Linked DNA regions of Anas platyrhynchos: region 1 is linked to region 2. Evidence: chromatin contacts called from public Hi-C data. All regions are on one chromosome and are shown on one strand. Each heading gives the region's core, a stretch centred on a gene start, on an enhancer-like site or on the middle of the called end of the contact. The rest is flanking DNA. Distances are from core to core; before and after follow the strand shown.

Evidence for each region. A called contact is a pair of places that touch in the nucleus more often than the background predicts.
Region 1: a contact with region 2 is called in a Hi-C map of liver, with 2.3 times the contacts expected there. The contact joins the promoter of GSS here to the enhancer-like site in region 2. A contact is called at or near these places in 2 of 8 Hi-C or Micro-C datasets (liver and subcutaneous adipose tissue).

The regions. Positions count from the first base shown.
Region 1 is chr21:6,038,890-6,043,836 of IASCAAS_PekinDuck_T2T, forward strand. It overlaps GSS (glutathione synthetase), which reads left to right and starts at 2,935. Exons shown (of 12, transcript XM_027442832.3): 1 at 2,935-3,281; 2 at 3,380-3,525; 3 at 4,013-4,088; 4 at 4,291-4,430; 5 at 4,518-4,634; 6 at 4,799-4,879. The coding sequence starts at 3,153.
Region 2 is chr21:5,977,543-5,981,917 of IASCAAS_PekinDuck_T2T, forward strand. It overlaps TRPC4AP (transient receptor potential cation channel subfamily C member 4 associated protein), which reads left to right. Exons shown (of 19, transcript XM_013092174.5): 2 at 3,748-3,876; 3 at 4,142-4,258. Among named protein-coding and RNA genes, the nearest start is that of TRPC4AP, 12 kb to the left of the region's middle. Within about 2 kb of position 1,774, at least 3 of the 8 cell types and tissues checked have an H3K27ac peak or open chromatin away from gene starts, as enhancers often do. A contact at or near this core is called in subcutaneous adipose tissue, where this site is marked.

The DNA.
Region 1 (4,947 bases), core at 1,685-4,184, 63 kb after region 2:
AGATAAAGACAATCTGCAGAGGGGCTATTTCAGGCATATTTCCATGCAGCAGGAATGTCTGCGTTCAGGCAGGGGTGACAGCACAGCACTGCCACCCGCCAGTGTCCCTCGGGCTCAGCCTGCACCCCGAGCCTGTGGCTGCGAGGTTCCCTCCAAAGCAGACCCCTAAACCCTGGCTGTGCTCTCTGCAAAGCACTTTTTCACCAAAAAAGCCTTCAGGAATAGTGCTGCTGCTTGCTGTAGTGTGAGGCTTGGGCAGCATGAGCACACCGGAGCCTCTGGGCACTGTGCTCCCACAGTGAGTGAAAGAAATGAATGTACAAAACGCATCCAAAATGAGGATTGGGATTGGGAATGTACCTGGAAGAGGCATGACATGAGAAATCGGGGGCTGGAGTTAGTAAGCAATGTGCTGGGAAGGTCCCACTCGGGCAAAGAGACAGCAAGGTCACCTGGAGATGGGGAAAACTGGGGAGTTTTTATTTGTTTGCATTTCATTTCCCAGCGTTGAGGTTTTAGGGACGTTCTTCTCCAGAGGGATGGCCACTGGAAAGACCCAGTATCTGTTTAGGAACAGAGGTTGTAACAAACACTGCAAAAATTACAGGAATGTGTGAGCCGACTTCAGTGAAGACGCTTGAGGTTTTGGCAGTGCATTACAAAAAGAGATGAGAGAAAAGGGCCTCTCGCCCCCCTCGTTTGAACACTTAATGGCACCTCAATTGCAGCTGGCTTGCCGGGACAGGCCCTGGCACACAGCAGCCTTTGGAAAAGAAGCCCAAGAGCTGCCCTGGTCTTAGGTGTTTCCAAGGTGTTTTCTCCCGCTTGATCAACCTCAGCTCAGCTCATGACAGGGGACAGCAGTTCAAGACGGAGAGGCAGCAAACGTGGGATTTTCCCATGGGACCTGGTAGGCTTGGGCCTGGCCGCCACCTCGGAGGGAGCAGCATTGCTGTGTGTCCCCACGCTGTGCCAGGACCTCCCCACGTCGCTGTGGCCCATCAGGCGGTCACAGCAAGGAGGTGGCTCGCTGCTGGCTGCCCTGCCCAGGTGAGGGCAGCAGGAGATGGTGGCCACCACCCCAGGACTTCTGTTTTGGCCGTGGATTCCAGGTTTCCAGTCACCAGCCTTGTGGGCTGCTCCCTGCAGGCTGAGCCGAGCAGAAGTGGGTGAGCGTCCATGGCAGGGGAGCAGGGCACAGTGTCCCCACACGTGTCCCCATCCAGGAGCTCGGGCATCGCTCCGGGAAGCAAAAGCACACCCAAACTTGGGTGGAAACCCCCAATTTGGTTTTCCACCCGCTGGTCCCGCTGGCTCCCTCGCAGCCCGGCTCGGTGCTATTTATACCTCGCTCCACGGCGCAGAAAGGCCTGGTGGAAAAGCTAAGGAAGTGAAATTACTTTGGGGAAGAAATGACACTACCCGTTTATAAATAACCCGCGTTTCATTGATCCTGTGGATGCTGCCTTGGCAGAGAGTCCAATGTCACCGCTCCAGTCATGCAGACAATAGGCGGGCATTGTTTTATTCTCAGTTACAGCCAAAAGGACAGCACCAGCTGCCTGGCTATCTTTAGCCCATGAGAGCACCCTCCAATTGTTCTGCACCTCAGACAATAGGCACACGTGGGGGGGGGTTTAGGATTGCTGGCCTTAGCGGAGCATTTCGCATCGAGAGGCGGCCTGGGGGACAACAGATTGCTTTCATACCCTCGCCGAAGCTGGCACCCATAGGGCAGGGCAGCCGGGCTGCGGGAGCAGAGCCGCGTTTCTCTGCAGGACGGGGCCGAGGGGCTGTGCTCTGGGGGAGCCCCCCGAGCTGTGCCCGCAGCAGGAGCCCCACTGCTCTGTCGTTATGTGGCTGCTGCCGCACTGCTCCCCCTGCTCCTGCGGCCAGGACAAATGACACAGCGCCAGGCACCGCAGCTGCACAGCACAACGTTCACTTTTGGTGTTTTGGGGTGTTTTGGGGTGTTTTTTGGTGTTTTTTGATTTTTTTTTTCCACTTTTTTTTCCAGGGGAACCAAGTGCAGAGGACGAGCGATGCTCTGCAGGCACAGCCGGGCGGCCAAGCACCCTTAATTAATTAATTAATTAAGCTGATTAACGGCGTTAATTAAGGCAGGGCCCCCCATTTTTCCTACACCCCCCCCCCCCCGGTGCCTCCGCCCCCGCCACCCTCCAGCCCGGCCCGGAGTGACGTCACGCCGTGACGTCACGCGGCCGTGACGCCAGCCCCGCTCCCTCCCCCCGCCCTCCGGGTCCAGCGCGCACGCACGCCCCAAGCCCCGCCCCTCTCCCCTGCCGGCTGCCAATCAGCGGGGCGGGAAGCGGGGCGCGGCCAATCAGAGTGGGGAGGGGGCGGGGCGGGCAGGGAGCACTGGGAGCAGGTACGGGACGGGCGGGGCTGTGGCGGGAGGGGGCTCGGGGGGCTATGGGGGCTATAGGGGATAGGGGGGGTATGGGGGATATAGGGGATAGGGGGTGCGGGGGGCAGGGGGACCAGCAGGGACCATCAGGGACTACGGGATCACGGGACCACGGGGTCTGGGGGGGCTGCAGGGGACTGGGGGGGCTGTGGGGTGCAGGGGGGGCACGGTGGGGTTATGGGGTCCTGTGGTCGCTATAGGGGGCTGGGTGGGATACAGAGGGCGGGGGGCTGTGGGGTGCGGGGGGATACAGGGACTGCGGGGTCCGGGAGGGCTGTGGGGGACGGGGTGGGATATGGGGTGTGGGGGGGGTGTGGGTTACAGGGGGGTATAGGGGCTGTGGGGCCATGGGGGGCAGGGGGCTACAGGGGGCTGGGTGCGCTGTGGGGTACAGGGCTCTGTGGGGTGCGGGGGGGCTGTAGGGTTTGTGGGGGTCTGGGGTCTGGGGGGGCTACAGGGTACTGGGTAGGCTATGGCGTGCAGGGGGCTATGGGGTGCAGGGGGGCTATAGGGGACTGTGGGGCTATAGAGGGCAGGGGGGCTGTGGGATGGGGCCAGAGGTCTCTAGGGGGCTGGGTTTGGGGCTGTGGGGTGCCAGGTCTCAGTGGGGCACGGGGCAGGGCAGGCATTGCCTCTCCTCACCCCCCTGTGCTGGGACCCTGGTTTTGGGGCCGCTGGCCATGCCCCCGTTGTCGCTATGGGGTGACGCGGCGGTGCCCCAGGCATGGCGGGGCTGTGGGACGCGGCGCTGCGGGGCGAGGCGGCCGTGCGCCGGGCGGCCCTGGCGGCGGTGGACGCGGCGCTGCTGGAGGGCGTGCTGATGCGCACCGAGGCCGAGCCCAACGCCTCCGACGTAAGCCCGGCCGCCCCACGGCCTCCCCAAAACCCCACGGGGTGGGTCTGGGGGCTCAATGGGGTCGGGGTGGCGCTGCCTCCGCTCCCCTCCTGCAGGTGGTGAGCTTCGCGCCCTTCACGCTGCTGCCCTCGGCCGTGCCCAGCGCCCTGTTCCGGCAGGCGTACGCCGTGCAGCAGGACTTCAACCTGCTGGTGGACGCCATCAGCCAGGACAGGGAGTTCCTGGAGCGTGCTCTGGCCAGGTAACGCTTGGGGCTTCACCGAGTTTAATTACGGGGGACATTAATTGGGAAGCATTTGTCGCCCTCCGGGTGTCCCCGCCTGCCGTCCTTGGAGCTGAGGGGTGCGGTGTGCACTCCCCTGGGCAGGCACCTCTCCGTTCTGCTTTGTGTGTCCTCACATAACGCCAGCAGCCTTGGGGTCTCCTTGGGCCGGCAGTTTTTTTGGGGTCTCCTTGGGCCAGCAGTTCATTTCCCTTTGCCAGTGTCTGAGCCTCGTGGCTTCTCGCTCGGCAGTGTGCTGGCACCAGGGCTTTGAATCCCAGTTGCTTCTTTGAGTCCCGCACTGAGGAGCCTGCCCTGGCCTCATTTTGCACCCCCCCTGGCTGCCTGATCCCCACAGAGCGCTGGGCACCGCGGGGTGTGGGGTTTGGGGCCCGGCAGGGCGCCCGCTGGGCTGATTCTCTCCTTCCCCTGGCGAGGGGCTGACGGGGTCCTGCTGTTCCCCCAGCACGGTCAAGGTGGATGACTTCACGGCGCGGCTCTTCAGGATCCATCTGCAGGTTCTGGAGGAGGGACTGGCGCAGGTAGCGCGGGGACCCGGGGCCGCTCGGGACCCGCAGGGCACCGGGGCTGCGCCTGCTGCGGGCTCCACGCGGCCCCGGCTCGCCTCGTGTGGGTTCTGGTTGGTACCAGGGCGGCCACATCCGCCCCGGGAGTGCGGTGAGAGGCAGCAGGAGAAGCGGGGGTGGGCGCGGGTCCCGCTTCACCCCCCTCCTCCCGCCTCAGTCCGTGTTTTTAGGCATAAACCGCTCGGATTACATGTTCGACTGCGGGGCGCCCGGGGCGCCGGCGCTGAAGCAGATCGAGATAAACACCATCGCCGCCAGCTTCGGCGGCCTGGCCTCCCGCACCGCCGCCGTGCACGGGTGAGGAGCGGCCGCAGCCCCGCACCCCGACCCGGCCCCGTGGGGCTGCCCCGCGGCCAGGCCCTGGGAGCCGCTCTCGTTCCTTAGGCGGGTGCTGAAGGAGCTGGGGATGGCCGAGGAGGCGTCGCGGCTGCTGCCCAACAACCCCTCCGAGGGGCTGGCCTCGGGCATCGCCAAGGCCTGGGAGCTGTACGGCTCGCGGAGGTGAGGAGCCTGCCCCGGACAGCCCCACGGGGGCCGTCCTGCTCCCTGTGCCAGCACACGGGAAGGCTGGAGGAGGCTCGCGGGAGCCGTGCGGGATCGCCGAGATCAGGGGGTGGTGGTCCCGGGGGCTCGGGGTGTAACGGTGTTCTGGGTGTCTCCTGTAGCGCTGTGGTGATGTTCCTGGTGGAGGAGGTGCAAAGGAACATCTTTGATCAGCGATGCGTGGAGAACGAGCTTTGGAACAGGTAAAGCACAGCCCGTCCGCTTCCTACACGGTCACCTACGCGAGGGTGAAGCCGAACACGTCGCGGTT
Region 2 (4,375 bases), core at 524-3,023:
GGAGCTGCATATGGCTTGGTGAAGGTCTCAGCGTTGTCTGTTACTTGTTGTCCATTAGGAACTGCTCATGGATGCTGGATTTGCCTTAATCCTAATGGATAAAGGATTTCTAGCACAGGAGGAGTAAAAAAATTAAAACAGGTACACTCATCTACAGTCTCAGTGTTGAGTTCTTTGTATACTTCGAGGAAAAACTATGCACAACAATCAGGTTAAACTCTGCAGTGTTCCTGCTACAGCTGTCGGGCTCTGGAATAATCCCCTGGAGGTGCAGCCCTGTGGGAGAGGCTGAAGAGAAAAGGCTCTGTGTGCTCTACCTGCAGGCATGGGTGGACGTGCCGACCATTTCAGCTCCCTGCTTGAATCTTCTCGGCAGTCGGATCCATTGTGTCCTCCCAGTGTTCCCATACTGGCTTCAGGAGGAACGTGGGGTGGCTGGGGTGCATCCGCCCGCTGGGGAACCTCCAGTGTCCAGCCAGCTCGGCGCAGGCAGTTCTAGGTAGTTTGGCAGCTGGGTGCTCAGGCTTGAGCTGGTGTGTGGCACCTCGTCCCGGAGGCTGCCCAGAACAAAACCTCTCCGGGAGCTGGAAAACACCAGCCCCACACACCTCGGGGTGAGCTCGGGGTCTGCGGCTCTGAGCTGGGATGAGTTCTGGCAAACTTCTGGGAAACGTGCGCTGCCCGGGTGTTGGTACCAGTTTGGTGAACTGTGCGTGGGTGGCAGGGAAGTTTTGATGTTGTTTCTTCTGTTTTCCCAGTAAATTGATACTTTGCTGTCTCTTCCCGCTGCCGGTAAGGCCTGACAGCTCATAGCCCCTACCCACAGCCTCGAGTAAACCTTTTACTTTACCCGATGCCGCTTCCAGCCAGGTTTCTGCAGCCTCCTCTTCGTGCTAGCTGGGACCTAACTTCATGGGCTTCGTGTGCAGGATCTCTGAGGTTTTCTCCACAGCTGCTCGGTGAGCGAAGAAAAGTCCTGAAATATCGCTGTTGGATTGGGCTTATTCCGCTTGGGTGAGACCAAAAAAATGGAGAGAGAAGGGGGCCCCAGAAGACCCCGCTGCCAATTCAGTGTGTGTTCGCTGCTGTCCACCCAACAGGAGAGCAAGAGGGAGACCAACTCTGCTTCTAAATGAAAACTGGTGACTCGCTGCTCTTACAGAACTCACGAGATGCGGATCTTAACCAAGATGGTTGCAGGGAAAGAGAGCTCCATCCCATTTAATTGAATTTGAATCCCTCCGCAGAATCCAAAATCTTTCCGCTGGCAAATGCCGCCCCGCCACAATGGAAACACTCTGAGCCAGGGCAGCCTCAGAAGGACCACAGGCTGGAGCTTGCAACGAAACCAAAGACGGGCATTAAATCAAGAGAAAGAAAAGCTTAAAAGCTTAGTTTTTTTTATTTTTTTTATTTTTTTTTTTTTAAAGCAGTTACAAGGAGATGAGAGCAAGGAAACATTTACTTCAGTCTTTCAGAATTTGACGTCTGGAAGTTTTCTGCAGCCCAGCACAAGTGGCTGCGTATCAGAGGCCAGGATGGGGAGAGGAAGCCTGGCTGGTAGAGAAATGAGGACGGAGACGGGTTCTGCCCCACACCAAGTGTGTGTTTGTGTGATTACCAAAGGCAGCATGAAGCCCAGGACAAAGTTACGCACCAAACAGCACTGAAGGGCTTTTGGCCTGTTCTGAGAGCACTTGGATGCTGAACTCTGTGCTGCACCGCTGGAACCTCAGGCTGCAGCCCGCTCACGTCATCGCTGCCTGTGGTATCTCCCACATCAGCTGGAGCCAGATAGTTGGATCCTGGCCCTGGCGTTTTGCTGCTTGTTCTTTGCACTTTACCCAGCAATTAATCCGGTTCCTCCTGCAGCTCGTGGGGTTGTGTGCTCCTCCCATGGCGGGGACCGGGTAGTGGCAGAGCTCCTCGCCCTCTCTGTGCTGGGTGTTACAGGGAGAGCTGGGGATTGGTGACTTCAAAGAGGCTGACCCATTACTCACATGCGAAATGAAGCGAAGCCATTTCGACTTTCTGGTTTTGTCCTGCCATTTCTTGTAAGGGCGGCCTCCACAGAAGGAATTCTGCCACATCAACCAGCATCGCTGGAGAATGACTCTTACTCCAAAGTCAGAAATTAGAGAAAAGTTTAAAACTGGAGGGAGCGTTACGTGCCAGGCTTGCTCGGATTGCTTCAGTCTCTCCTTGTAGCAAGAAAAACTGGTGCTTAAGAACCTTGAAATTCTTAAAGTATGAATTTGAGTATTTCATCAGGAAAAGAGCCCTAAAGATCTGGGAAGCTAGGACAGGAGAGGACTCGTAGGAACTAGTGTCAGTCTGAGGTTTTCATGTGCTTGCATCAGTTTCCTTGCCTTCCTGTATGCTGTCTTACAAGCCTAGAAAAGGGTTAAATTCTCAGTCAGAAACAGGAGGATATTTGCATATAATTGTCTAATTGGAACTGAATGGCCCATCCCTTTGGAATGGTAGCTGAGGTGTAGCTGAGAAGGATGTCTTGGCTGAAACAATAAGGAAGGTGATTTCCTGGCTGTTAACTATTAACAATGAGCATTAAAGCAGGCTGGAAGGAAACAATGCGGGTTAACTGACCCAGAGTGAGAGCAGCTGAGAAGTGTGGCTCCAGGAGTGAGGGAAAATTCACCCATGTGGCACTGAAGTAAGGTCTTGCTGGCCTGAGGATTGGCGTTTTTTAAAAAAATATATTTTATTTGAAAGGTATATAAAATTTTGTAAAACCAGCCAGAGGTCTTGCTGGGTTTAATTAATAAGTCTCCTCTGCCCTTCTCTACAAGGATAAATCCTCACTTAAGGTTTGTCTGGGTACCTGCAGTGAGGTCACGCTAAGCAGAGGGGCTAAGTTCTGGTTCATGCTACCTGGGCTGGGGGATTGATGGAGAGTTCCTCCCTTAGAGCATCCCCTGGAATTAACCTGCAGCGTTCAGCCTCTGGAGATTTTTCAGTGCTCTAAGCAGAATATTCGCTAGTCTTGTGCTGCTGCTTCGTTTGTGTAGGGGTAAAATACTGGGGAGGAGGAAGAAAATTGGAGGACGTTTGCAAACTGCAGTAGCAAACGCTGAGGTGTTCTTTGTGGCTGCAGCCTGCCTCCCGGGGTAGCAGCGGTGCTGTTGTGCTGCTGCTGCTGTCGGTCTCCAGTTCCAAACAGCCCAGGACTGCAGGAGGGGTCTCACCGGGGTGTTGATACGTCCCTCAGGAGTGCTTGTGAATCTTGAGGCTTTGGGCCAGTGCTAGGACCAGCAACGCTTTTAGGGACTTGGCTGAGGAAAGGCTCGTTACTGGTTGAACGTAACGAGTAATGAAGTCTTTCTGTCTTCAGCGTGTGCTCTCTACGTCAGTCCAGTGTTGTTTGTGATAGTGTCAGGGTCCCCAGTTTCCTCCTTCAGTGACCTGTCAATCAGAGGTACACTCTTGGAATTATTTAGAGATGATTATGTTTCCATACTAACTAATAACTAAGTAACTTCAAATAAGTATTCAAAGTGGTAACATCTGCCTTAAGCCCAGTCCCTGATGAGGTACATGGACCATCTGAAATTCTGCTGCTGCCAGTCCTGGATAGATTGCTGCTTGGGAAAAGGTGCTGTGCTCTCTGATGGTACAGTCTACAACACGTGATTTTCTGTGATATTCCAATATTGGGATTGTGGGCAGGCTGTTTTCCCGGGTGTCATGCACTGGACACGTGGGAATTATATTCGTCTTTCGTTGCAGATCACAGAGGCCTTGTTAAAGGAAAGAGATAAACAAGCAAAGTGGAATGGGATTCCCTTACTGTTGCAAAAGCTGTACGAGCATAGCCACCCAAACAGCGACTTCTCCCAGTGCCAAAGCATCTTAAAGGTATTGTCTGCTGTCTTCTCCTGGAATGGGGTGGGTTTTTTTGTTGTTACTTTCTCTAAAGACTGGTATGATGATATACTGTGACTTTTGAAAGTGTGTGCATGATAGTACCTGTGAACTGGATGCAAATAATAGCTAGGAATGCATGTAATTAATTAGTCACCAGATCACATGGATAGTCTGAGAAAGTTGTGTTTATACTGATGAATAGTTTTCTCTATGAATCATCTCTTTTTTTGTTTTTTTGTTTTTAAACTGCATACAGGAAATTTCTCCACTTCTCTCGATGGAAGCCATGGCATTTGTTACAGAAGATAGAAAAGCTGCTCAAGAGTCCACTTTCCCAAACACGTACACCTTTGACTTGTTTGGAGGAGTTGATGTAAGTGTGGTTGGTTGTGCTTTTGTTTCTTTTTGTTGCTGTTTTTTTTTTCTTTTTTCTTCCTCCAAAGACACCAAGAGATTTCTGCATGGTAGTCATGCCGTTGCTAAATCTGTA